Linked DNA regions of Mus musculus: region 1 is linked to region 2. A link is a contact called in public Hi-C data. All regions are on one chromosome and are shown on one strand. The core of a region is the stretch at or near the end of the contact, and the rest is flanking DNA. Distances in the headings are between cores, read along the strand shown. Region 1 overlaps Arhgap18 (Rho GTPase activating protein 18). Region 2 overlaps Gm48893 (a long non-coding RNA gene).

What was found. A called contact is a pair of places that touch in the nucleus more often than the background predicts.
Region 1: a Hi-C map of neural progenitor cells shows a contact between it and region 2, with 3 times the contacts expected there. The contact joins two enhancer-like sites. A contact is called at or near these places in 5 of 484 Hi-C or Micro-C datasets (bone marrow-derived macrophages, myocytes, nephron progenitors and 2 more).

What each region holds. Positions count from the first base shown.
Region 1 is chr10:26,843,755-26,849,948 of GRCm38.p6, forward strand. It overlaps Arhgap18 (Rho GTPase activating protein 18), which reads left to right. Exons shown (of 15, transcript NM_176837.2): 2 at 2,178-2,374; 3 at 6,121-6,194. Among named protein-coding and RNA genes, the nearest start is that of Arhgap18, 74 kb to the left of the region's middle. Within about 2 kb of position 1,422, at least 3 of the 459 cell types and tissues checked have an H3K27ac peak or open chromatin away from gene starts, as enhancers often do. A contact at or near this core is called in neural progenitor cells, where this site is marked.
Region 2 is chr10:26,709,782-26,715,370 of GRCm38.p6, forward strand. All of the region lies in intron 1 of Gm48893 (a long non-coding RNA gene), which reads left to right. Among named protein-coding and RNA genes, the nearest start is that of Gm48893, 17 kb to the left of the region's middle. Within about 2 kb of position 1,485, at least 11 of the 459 cell types and tissues checked have an H3K27ac peak or open chromatin away from gene starts, as enhancers often do. A contact at or near this core is called in neural progenitor cells, where this site is marked.

The sequences.
Region 1 (6,194 bases), core at 172-2,671, 130 kb after region 2:
AGATGGCAGTCAATTTTATACTCCAGTGAGAGAGAAAACAAAAGGAAAGACATGAGGATCGCACAGTTAACATGAAATAATACAACAGCAAAAAGTGAATGGGGACATCTGTGAATCGGCTTTAGGTATTCTGACAGGTGTCCTGATTAAGGATGTGAACCACACACAGGTGAATGGGGCTGCTGATTCTGGACGTGTAAACATTGTATGAGACAGGGTGACTTTTTATGAATGATTTTCAACCAAGACTGAAGACTCTATACTGACAGTCCTGACTATACAGTGATAAGTGGCATTAGGCGCCCAGCTCGGGAGCAACATTCCTTTGACATACCCTGGATGAGTGGGCTAGGAGGGAGGATAGATATCGCCTTTGAGTTAAGGATGGAGGAGGCCCACAGTGGACAATGGAGACTGGATGAAAGAGATTCCCAGACTTCCCTCCATTTCTTCATTAACCCTGTCCCTGAGATCCACTTCAAGGTTACTGTCAGGGAAAGAGGTAATATTTATGGGGTGGGTGTCTCACTCCATAGCCCAGGGTGACCTGACATTTGAAATGGTGCTGGGTTAGTTGACTGAGTGTTGAGGTTGCTAGGGTGGGGTGCCATACCCTACTCCGAGGTAAGACTGCAAAGATCTTTCCTTTCATTCTCACGAGCAGCAATATGAAATACTTAAGATCCACAGCGCCAGCCTTAGCAAGTAAACCTTGCCTACCAGCGCATCGCAGCTCTGTCTCCAGTTATGGCCCATTTCTTTGGAAGTTTTTCTTGACATGTTTTTCATTTTAACAAACTATTTGGCATTCAACTGGATAAATTTGTCTGAGTCTAAGGACCTGCTCCCTCACACGGCATTTAGAGCCTACTCTTTAAATAATAATTGGAAGGAGCAGTTTAGATGCGAGGATATCATTCATGGATTAATAATAAATTTTATCTTATTGTGTTTCTCTTTTTTGTCAATATGTACAGGAAATAAAACCAGTCTAGCAATTATTGCTTCTTAGCTATCCTTGGGAGATAAAATACACTTTGAAATTAGAATAATAAAACACTTTCCACCAACTATTATCCCACTCAAACAATATTTTTTAAATAAAAAAATCATTTTATGTAAAGAAAAAAACACCAGAGATGAAAGTGCTGTTTCTTTGAAGTGCTTACGTGCCGTTTTCTTTCTATCTGTAAATAATAAGAAATAAAAATTACTTTCTATTCTGTATTGGTTTTTATTGTAGATTCTCATAATTCAATGTTAGAAGTAGGTTGTATTAAGTCTAAGGAAAAGTAGTTTAGTTGGTGTCATAAAGATCTCATTCAAGAGCTGCTGAGACAGACAGCAGGTTCTCTGCCAAGACATCACTTGCTGCCAAGTCCGGTGACTATAGTTCAACGCCAGGGACCTACACAATAGCATGAGAGAACTGAGTCTACTGAGATGTGCCTTGACTTCCACACATACTCCATGATTTGTGTGCCCTCTCCTACCCACAGTAAATATGTGAAGTGAAAGTAAATCTCATTCAATTTATTCTTTACATAAATAACAGGAAATGTATGAGGCAATTTCAAGTTATCCAGAATTTCCAGTAAATGTGTATTTAGACAAATTATTCATATGTACAAGTTATGAGTGCATTTATAAGTTTTTAAAGTCCTTCCTTCAGTAGACTGTAAAGGAAATTTCATAAATTAACTTCTGTATATTTCACTTTGGAAAATAAGATAGAAATAGCAATAGCACCTTACTCACGGGTGGCAGCAATTGCCTATAAATTGGTTGAGTTTGGTATATAAATATAATTGATAAAAATTATGCACTATATAAAATTTACTCCCCATTTCTTTGTGAATAGCAAATAATCACATCTCACTCTACTGCTTTCCAAACACAATCTTAGAATTTTATTTAAATGTCATATTTAAATGTGCCTAAGAGAAAGGGCATGCTAGTAGTCATGCTTTCTTTCTTGTCATTCTTTTCAGTAAAGCATGCAACTTAAGTGAGTCATTAAGCTGTTTCCCTTGGAGCGTTAGTGACCATAATATCTCACAATTAACAAAACAAGTGTGAACTTAAGGAGCTTCTAGACTCCGCAGCTCTGTGCGATGATGTTTTGGAAATGGTGCCAGTTCATCTGAAATGAACCACATTTTGTTTTGCTTTCACAGTCGCAGATATGGCCAATACACCATAAACCAAGAAGGCTCCACCAAAGTTCCCGAGAGGCCTCCATTTGATCGATCGAGTTCTCAGGATTCCTTGGATGAATCAATGGAAGCCTATTGGACAGAACTAGAAAACATCAAGAGGTCGAATGAAAATCGCCAAGAAGGTCAAGAGGCCATAGTTGTCAAAGAACCTGATGGTAATGTCTATGTGAATAAGATATGTCTTTATCAGTAGAAATGGGTGTCCAGAAAGGAAGGAACAGACCCCAAATAACACTGCTGGTTGCCTTTGAACTTAAAGGTTACTGGATAATAGCAGATAAAAGAGTCCAAATACCAGGTACACGTGTTGTACCTGGTACAAGCATAGCCATTTTATTAGAGATTCAGTGAGTTAGACTTGCAGCTTAAAAATCACCTACACTGGCTTAACTGCTTCCATAATATATTAGCCTCAAGGCTATCTCATCTCCAGGAAGTGTGAATGGGTGATGGTAAGCTTCCAACTTCGCAGTGATTCAGTTTTTCCATTTGTCAAGTAGCTTGATTTGTTATAACTATGTTGTTTGGAAGTCTGTTTTCTTCTATCTCAGAGTGTGTTGCTGTAATCTTTCTCCTTTAAGGGAGAGCCAATACGTTTATTCTACTTTTCCATATATGGTAGTCTTTTCAACATTCGAGGGTGCTCCTTTTGTTTCTAGCCAATCCATTTCTAGATAGGTATGAGCAACCTGTGTGTGTGTGGTTTTCTTGACCTCCGCTAGATCTGGTCCTCTCTTGTTCAGCCCAGTATCCAGACAGTCTGCTTTGCCAATGGAGAGGTTCAGCTTTGGATGATAAAAGACATAAGCATTTTCAGTTCCCTTAGTTCCAATGCTCCCTTAGCTGCTGCTTTCTGGTGGTTAATGCATTGTTTTTCTTACTGTTCCTCCTAACAGTCTTCTATGTGCACTTGATCATTATATTTGGTATTCTAAAGTAAACATGCAACACTTCACTTTTTAATATTTTTCTTAATTTTTGTACTATTTCTTTTAATCTTTTAAATTCATGACAACACCATATTCATGAAGCCCGATTTGTCCTTAACATTGTGGCTTTCTTTCTGGGCTATTCATAAATGTTTATGTACATTTTCGTGTCCCAGTAGTTACATAAATGCCAAAAGGAAAAAAAATAAAGTCATTATCAGTTCTGTGATCCATTAGAATACACACCCTTAACTCTCACCTCAGTGTCTGAGTTAAGTGTCCCTATAAGTAGTATTTTCTTCTTTTCTATGATATTGCTTTAAAAATCTGCCAGTATTGATCTGGAGCCTGGCTTCTGTGCTCTTGTTCAACAGAGTCTCACTATGTAGAACACAATTGTTTTAATTTTTTTAATCCGCCTGCTTCATCTTTCAAAGAGCTGGGATTTTAGGTGTTTGTCACCATACCAGGCTTGGATATTTTTCTCAATTTAATATTTCTCAGACCGATAAAAGAAAACCATATTTTATTAATTTGATGTCTCATCTATTTTCTCCTATACTTTTCTACATACATTATAAGTAAAACTTATCTTATTTGTCATAATTATTATCGTCTTTCAGTCTGTGTTTCAAGACAGAAGTAACTTGCCAGTTGGTCAGTAGGAAACAATATCTTAGGGAAAACCACACTTAAGCTTTGGCTGTTTGATAATTCTCCAAACTTAAGTTGAATTAACAGATGATAAAGACCAATGGACATAACTCTGTATACTCATATTTTTGTTCCTCCTCCTCCTCCTCTTTCTGCTCCTCCTCCTCCTCCTGACGCTGCTGCTTCTTCTTTTCATCTTTCTTCTTCTTCTTCTTCTTCTTCTTCTTCTTCTTCTTCTTCTTCTTCTTCTTCTTCTTCTTCTTCTTCTTCTTCTTCTTCTTCATCGTCTTCATCGTCTTCATCGTCTTCATCGTCTTCTTCGTGTACTTCGTCTTCTTTGTCTTCTTTTCCTTTCCTTCCTCCTCTTCCTCCCCCTCCTCCCCCTCCTTCTTTGAGATGATCTCCTGAACTCACTATATAGCTCAGATTGGCCTCCCACTTATAGAGATATATGTGCCCTTACCTCCTGTGCTGGGATTAAAGGCAGGAACCACAGTGCCCACCTCTTCCTAGATTTTAAATAGTTTGAGTTTTCCTTCTAATTTCAATGTACTAAGTGGGCATAACAATATTGTTTTCCTTGTGCTGACAATGTCAAACTCCTTCCTCACCATCACTCTGGGTTGGCACATCTGGAGTATTGTTTAGCCTGTCTATTCATCAATAATCACAATGCCCAGCTGTTTTCTTTGAGGCCCAGGCTATTGATGCTTGATTTCTACATTCAAGGAGTTACTCAAGTGCAGAAGGACAGACAGCAGTCATGAGTGGCACAGATGAGAACATTTGCAAAATATCATGATATTTGGTCAGGAAGTAGCTCTGATAGCTCTCATTTAGTTCATACGAAAAAAGGCAGAATTATATTTAGTGACAGTTCTGAAATGGGGTATAGACATTTTTGTGTCCTTTGTTACCTGTCCTTTTTTATTTCTTTCTAAACATGGTACTTGAGGTGACTCTATTCTAGTTTTCCATCTGTTTTTCTATAAGCTTCATTAGATCTTAGATAATGTAGAATCACTTGATATACAGGAAATGATTGGTTCCAGGACCTCTAGAGCCTAGAGCATCCAAATCAACAGATAGATACTAAAATGTGTTGTATGAATTTGCATCAACCTATTTATGTACTCCTATATTTTGAAACCATCACATATCATTTAGAGTGTGTGATGCCATGCGCAAACTATTATATAGATAGTTGTGATATTGTGTTTAGGTAGGTCATAAAGGAGTCTGTAACAGGGGGCTCCAAAACTTAGAGTTCTGCCTGAGCTACATAGTGAGACTCTGTCTAGAAAGAAAGAAAGAAAGAAAGAAAGAAAGAAAGAAAGAAAGAGGAAGAGAGAAAGAAAAAGAAAGGAAGGAAGGAAGAGATGAAGAAAGGAAGGAAGGAAGGAAGGAAGGAAGAGAGGAAGGAAGGAAGGAAGGAAGGAAGGAAGGAAGGAAGAAAGAAAGAAAGAAAGAAAGAAAGAAAGAAAGAAAGAAAGAAAAGGGAGGAAGGAAGAAATGGAAAAATAGTTGATACCTATGTTCAGATCAGGCACTACTTTTAGCAGCACATCGAATCTAGGTTACTTGAATCTTCATATGTGGAGACCACAGACATGGAAGGCAACTATAATTTATAATTGAATTCCTACTTTTTTTGTTTTCACTTGATTCCGTTATCTATTTAGCTTTCAGGCACACACACTCTCTCTCTTTTTTTCTTTGAAAATAATGTGCTTTAAAAATTCTTGAATATCTATATTATCTGATGCACACATTTGAGAAAAAAAAATAGAAACTTTAATTTGAAATACCCTGTTACTTTTTTTTTTTTTCTTCACTACCTTGCCATATGTCTCATTAGCTACATGGAACTGAGAAAACAAACCCTTCTGGAAATAGGTGTTGGGCTCCAAGATAGCCTTGAACTCAAGCCAAGAAACCCTGCCTCCATGCAGGCTTGGGACACCAACCTCTGCGTCCTCCGCTGGGATGTGTTATTTCTCCATGCTTGCTCACCTCTAGGAGGACGACGGGACAGCCTTCCCTAGTTAATATGCAGGAACTTGTAGAGGTTAATTACATGTGAAACAATTTTAGAATTTTTAATTAAGTATATATGAAATTGACCCAAAATTTGCTATCACTATGGCCAGGGAGAATGGCAGTTGTCCAAGTTTCGAATAATAATTCTCAGTTCTGTTCGTGGCTTAGTTATAACAGAAGCACTTCAGTCAGGATTTCGGATAGTCTAAAAATATTAACGTTTTTATTCTTTGTGATTTCAAAACCATTTCTTTCTTATTTTTTTAAACTTATTTTAGAGGGAGAACTGGAAGAAGAATGGCTCAAAGAAGCAGGTCTATCCAATCTTTTTGGAGAGTCTATTGATGACCCG
Region 2 (5,589 bases), core at 235-2,734:
TCAAATCTTAGGTGAGTCTAGGTTGCATGATGAGATCCTGTCTCAAAAAAAAAAAATCAAAGTTCTTAGAATAATATGGCAGAACACACTAACACATTTTTCTAGTTATTTGTGAATAAGCAACTCAATCTCTATACTGTAGCAGACTTTTATGGAATTTAGATTTTGGTAAATATTGGTTCTGGGACAGTATTAGTACATGTACCAAGTAAATGACATTTTATTGTTTGACTTAAGCTTATAGCTAATACTTAGGATGTTCTATATATGGTAGCTGAGATACTGTGCATGGTAGGTGAGGTATATGCGTCAATACACTCATAAGATAAAGCAATGCTGGTTAATAAGCCTATTGGAGAGATATTAAAATGTCTTCATAGAATTTTACGTATAAAGCCTGAAGTCACTGAGCCAGTAAGTGTGAAGAATGATGGGCTGAGTCCACACTGCTTAAATGCCCACTGCTCTTGCCCGTGACACTGTACTGCTCTATTAACCCAGGGGAAGAGCTATAAGCAAGCAATGCTGCAAGCGTTAGTTAACAGCCCGTGTTTAAGTTGTCCAGGAGGGTCACAATACTTCTGTGTTAGAGGTGGCTGTTGCTCAATAATGCCATCATTGATCATGAGCTCTGTTAAGGACTTAGTATTCTCTCAAAAGCGTTTCCCATGACCACTGTCAGAGATAGCTATGATGTATAGCTGACCGATATTATACCTACTTTATAGATGATGAACTGCAGTTGAATGAAGTATATACATTCCCAAAATTCTCAGTTATTGGTCTGTCTAACCAAAAGTATATTACTACTTGTGTGTGTGTGTGTGTGTGCGTGTACCTGTGTGAGTGCATGTGCACGCGTGTGTCTGTGGAGGTGGGGGTATGTACACGTGTATATCTGGGTACATATACAGAAGCCACAGAAAGATATCAGATGCTATGCTACTTTAGATTAAGTCTTACATCTCCTGCCCTGTATTATTCCCTGAGACAGTGTCCCACACTGCTAGGCCATCAGACCAGAAGCCCTAGCCAGCCTCCTGTCTCTGGCATCCATATCGATTGGATTCCAGGCATGCACCACCATGCCTGGCTTTCTCATAGGTGCTGGGACCTCAGTTCAGGTCTTTATTCTTGCACAGCAAGTTTCTTTATCCACTGAGCCAATTCTCTGGGCCCCCATTACTTAATTTTTTAAGTGAATATTTCATGTTCCTCGGTTTTGTTCTGCTGAAATCCTTCATTGGTAATGATGAGCAGTAGACATCAATAGAAAAAACAAGACTGTCCCTCCATGTCCCAGAACAAAGTCAAGTACCTGATCTATTAGTAATTATCTGAGTATCACTGCCAGAAAGCAGCGACTTCACTTCATGGGAAAGAACAAAGGCAGAGCATTGAATTAGGTTTGTTCTTTGTGAAATCAGGCTTCCATTTTCCTAGCCAGGCTTCCACAGGAAAACTTAGTGAAATATTCTCCCAATGGCCACAAGATGGCGGTGAGAACAAAAGAGACAGTGAAATTTATAAACCACATGCAACCCTCCTTTCAAACAGTTGTAGAATTTATTTTCTATGTGTCTCGTTGAATTCAGACTAATAACCAATGTCAGAAATATCTGACCTTCTATTTCTCCAATATGAAACTGTGTTTTATTTCCAATTTGGAATGGAACTTTGATAAATTTGAGAAAATAGCCAATTCTTTCTTTCTCTTTCTTTCTTTCTTTCTTTTTTTTTTTCTTTTTTTCTTTTTTCTGAAGATTAGCCAAAAAAAGAGAGCTCCTGGCATCATGCCTATTCAATAACTTTGGCCATCGCTGTAGCAAAATTATAGTAAATTGAATGTACGAAAAAAATAAGAGTCCTGTGAGCTCTACAAAATGAATTTCTATGCTATTTTGGATGACAATATATTTATTATCAGTAATATAGACTTCTGACATTACACAAAAAGTAGAGTCAAAATTCTCCCAAACTTCATGTTCAGAGATGAAACCAAAAACATAGGAGACTTTGTTTCTAGGCTGTGAAACTGGCCGATTGTGGTAATTTATTCTTATATCAACTATTACATATAATTTTAATTTTAAACATTCTCTTATTTATTATATATGTTATCATTTATGTGTGGGATCAGAGGCATGCAAGTGTCAGGGCACAAGTGTAAACCTCAGAGGACAACTTGAAGTTGGTTCTCTTTATCTAACACATAGAAGCTGGGAATCAAACTCAGGCCTTCAGGCGTGGTGGCAAACCCCTCTCCTCTCTGAACCACCTTGTTGTCATATAATTTTAATTTCTTCACTCTATCATCCCTGCCTCTTTTGAGACTTAGACTCTAGGGAAACAAGTGGAGTGAAAAGGTAAAAAGTAGAAAACAAAAAGCTAAAGGCTAAGGAAAACTATTGTGTAGCTGAGTTAAAGACTGAGTGTTTCTGTTAGATGCCTTAATTTGACCAGACCCATATAATTTTGCTTCATATACCGTATATCTCATATACCATAGAAAGAATGGCCATCAAGGTTAGAAGGATCGGTCTGAGCTCTGTCCTTTAATAAAATTAAGAGCTTTCTAGTGTAGAAGAACGATGGCGTCAGGAAGGGACTATGGGAAGAGTTGTCTTTCAGAATCACAGCTGCAGGGTGAAGCCATGAAACTCAAAGTAAGGGTGAGCCAATGGTTTCAAAGCAAGTCTGCGACTTGACCTATCACATGCTAACTGTGACTACTATTTGATGCTGTTTGGCTTCTCTCACTTAACTCCCCTCTCAGTTCTATGATGAAGGGGGCTTGAATATCTAATCTATCATCCATCTATCTATCCATCCATTCATCTGTCTATCATCTATCTATCTACTGATGGCCTAAGGACATCCTGCAGTCAGCCCACGTTCAGGTGGTTGCCAAGTGATGGCGCCAGCTCTAATTTCTTAAGGCCTGAGACATGGGAGCACATCCGTGCCATCTTGTAGAGACAAGTGATAATCACACATTCGAATTAGCATATTCTTCAGCTGTTGTCTCACCTCTCTGGTCCTTTGTCTTTCCCTCCATACCCCATTGACCCTAGAAAAAGAGATCACTTCAAAAATGTTGAAGCATCTCTGGGGCCCCCTGACCAACAATGAGACAAAGGATTTTTTTTTTTTTTTTTTTTTGTAACTTATGGCCCTTGAGGAGGGAGGGCCAGTTTTCTTCAGCACTGTGGTCCATGGTAGGTTGTCTGTTCTCCAGTGTATGCAACTCCCCATCCATGAGCAGCACTGACTAGACCCAGATGAAGAGAGAGGGAAGGGAGAAGACAGCATCAAGTTGGGAGAGTGATGGCAAAGATTCTTCAAGGAATTGGAAGGGAGAGGGCAGAGGGGGTAGATATGATCTAAGTACATCTGATAGTGTGTGAAATTATCAAAGAATTTTAAAAAATCAATGTAAATGAAAAATAAAAGAAGCAGTTTGAACTTTTCTTCTACAGATAAGAAATTGTTGGAACCCAAGTACTAATGTTTGTCAAGAAGACTTTTCAAAAAATTAAATTTGCTTTATCTCTTACTTTATGGATATTTTGCTTGCACGTATGTTGGTCTATCACTTGTGTGTGTGGTACCCATAAAGACCAAAAGAGACTGGAGTTTCAGATGGCTCTAAGCTACCATGTAGGTGTTGGGGATTAGACCTGGATCCCCTGGAAGAGAAACCAGAGTTCTTCACTGCTGCCCCATCTCTCCAGCCCCTAAAGTCAGTTTTTCAGGTGTTTAAGGTCAAGCAGTTTATCTTCCATCTCCAAAACTGTACACCATTGATTGTAATGATATGATCCTTTGTTCATTATTCTGATTCTCAGTGGGGAACAAATATTACACAAAACAAATTCAAGGAGGGAAATGCCTTATTCAAGTCTCCAGCTAGAACATTGCACGATAACAGACATTCCTAGCTCCCTGTCAACTTTGTCTAAGGAAGTTCTTCAGATACCATTACAGTAACTTAAGGGCAAAGTGGGCAAAGGATTGAAACCTTTGACTTTGGCACAAGCATAGGACTAGACTTGAGAGGGCAAGGGACGCATTCCCTGAACCTATGCTTCTTGAAGGTGAAATCAGGCAACTCCCTGATTGCACAGTCTCAGAAAGTGATTCTTTCCAATGTCAGGGAGGAGCCTGATGAACTTCAGAATCTAACCTTCTAGGCTTCTTAGGCCCCACACCTGAGCACAGTAACCAAAAGGAGAACAAAGATTTTTAATCAAAGCTAAAAAATTATATGAAGATCATTCTATAATTAATAACTCAAAAGTTCTTAGAGATACTCAGATAAAAGCTCAAAACGAAAGATGATCGTGGCTTAGAAAACTGCATGAGTAATTAATTGCAGGTGACTAATGCTCTTTTGTCTGCTGCCCCTCCCCCTCAGGAGCACAGAATTAGGGCTTTCTGCACACGAAAGAAGGAAGGGGGGAAGGGAAGAAAGAAAAGGAAGAGAGAAGGGGATGAAAGAAGGAAAGACAGACAGACAGAAAGAGCAAGCAAGCAATCAACAGCTAAGAGTTCTGATATGATTCAGTAGACAGTTTTCTTTTTGTCTTAAGTCAGTTCTTTTGAGTAAATTTATTTGTATGTGTGTGTGGTTACATGCATGTCTATGCTCCATGTGGAAGGTCAAAGGACAAGTTTTGAGAATCAATCCTCTTTTTTCCCCCAGCACATGGATCCTAGGTTTGCAATCCAGGTGGTCAGACTTGATGCCACTGTTAAGAATACTGTCACACTGTATCACTTTCTTTTTATAGTCACTGATTGGCAGAAAAGAAAAACAGAAGGTAGATAATTACATCCTGCCAATCAAATGAGCTGATATTGTCCCCCATTTATTTTCTTTTTTACCTTCTACTTCTGACCTGAGTTATAAGATCAGTTTTATACACTGTAAAATTTACAACATCTGACTGATCTATTACTTTCAAGAGAAAAGATGTATAGAATTAACTGTATTTTTCCCTAAAAAAAAAAAATTGCATTTTGGGATGATCTGATTATATATACTTTCACATTAATGCTAAAGATAGGAATCATGGTTATAGCAATTAGTGATCCAGTTGGAATGTAGTGTGCGTTTGTTGGGGAGCTGGAAATAAAGCCAATGTATTAAGACAGCTAAGAAGGGCCAGTGAGAGCAACAGGTTAGATCAGTGTCTGTGAAAACTCTTGCCTAAGTCTAAAACCACGTCACTGCAGTGCTCGGCCATCTCTGCTGCCAGGAGCCCTTCAGTAAACTGACTGTTCGGTCTAGTGAATGCCAGTGTCTCACTGGGAATGTCTTCTGCCCAGTGGTGGCTCTGTTAACTCAGACTGTATGTGCATGGTTTTGCAGTAGACCAGAAAAATTGCTGCCAGTTTGTAGTGGCTCTAGAATTTCCTGTCTTTACTCCTTTTCTCAGAAATATAGAGCAAACCAATTCTGGGTCACATTCAAGGACTCCTAAAATGTAAACCTAATCTTCTTCAATTGAAATTATTTCTGTATAGATTGGTTTCTTTTGCACTGGTCTCTTAAACAAGGTGGCTGCAGATCAGTAAGGATCATTA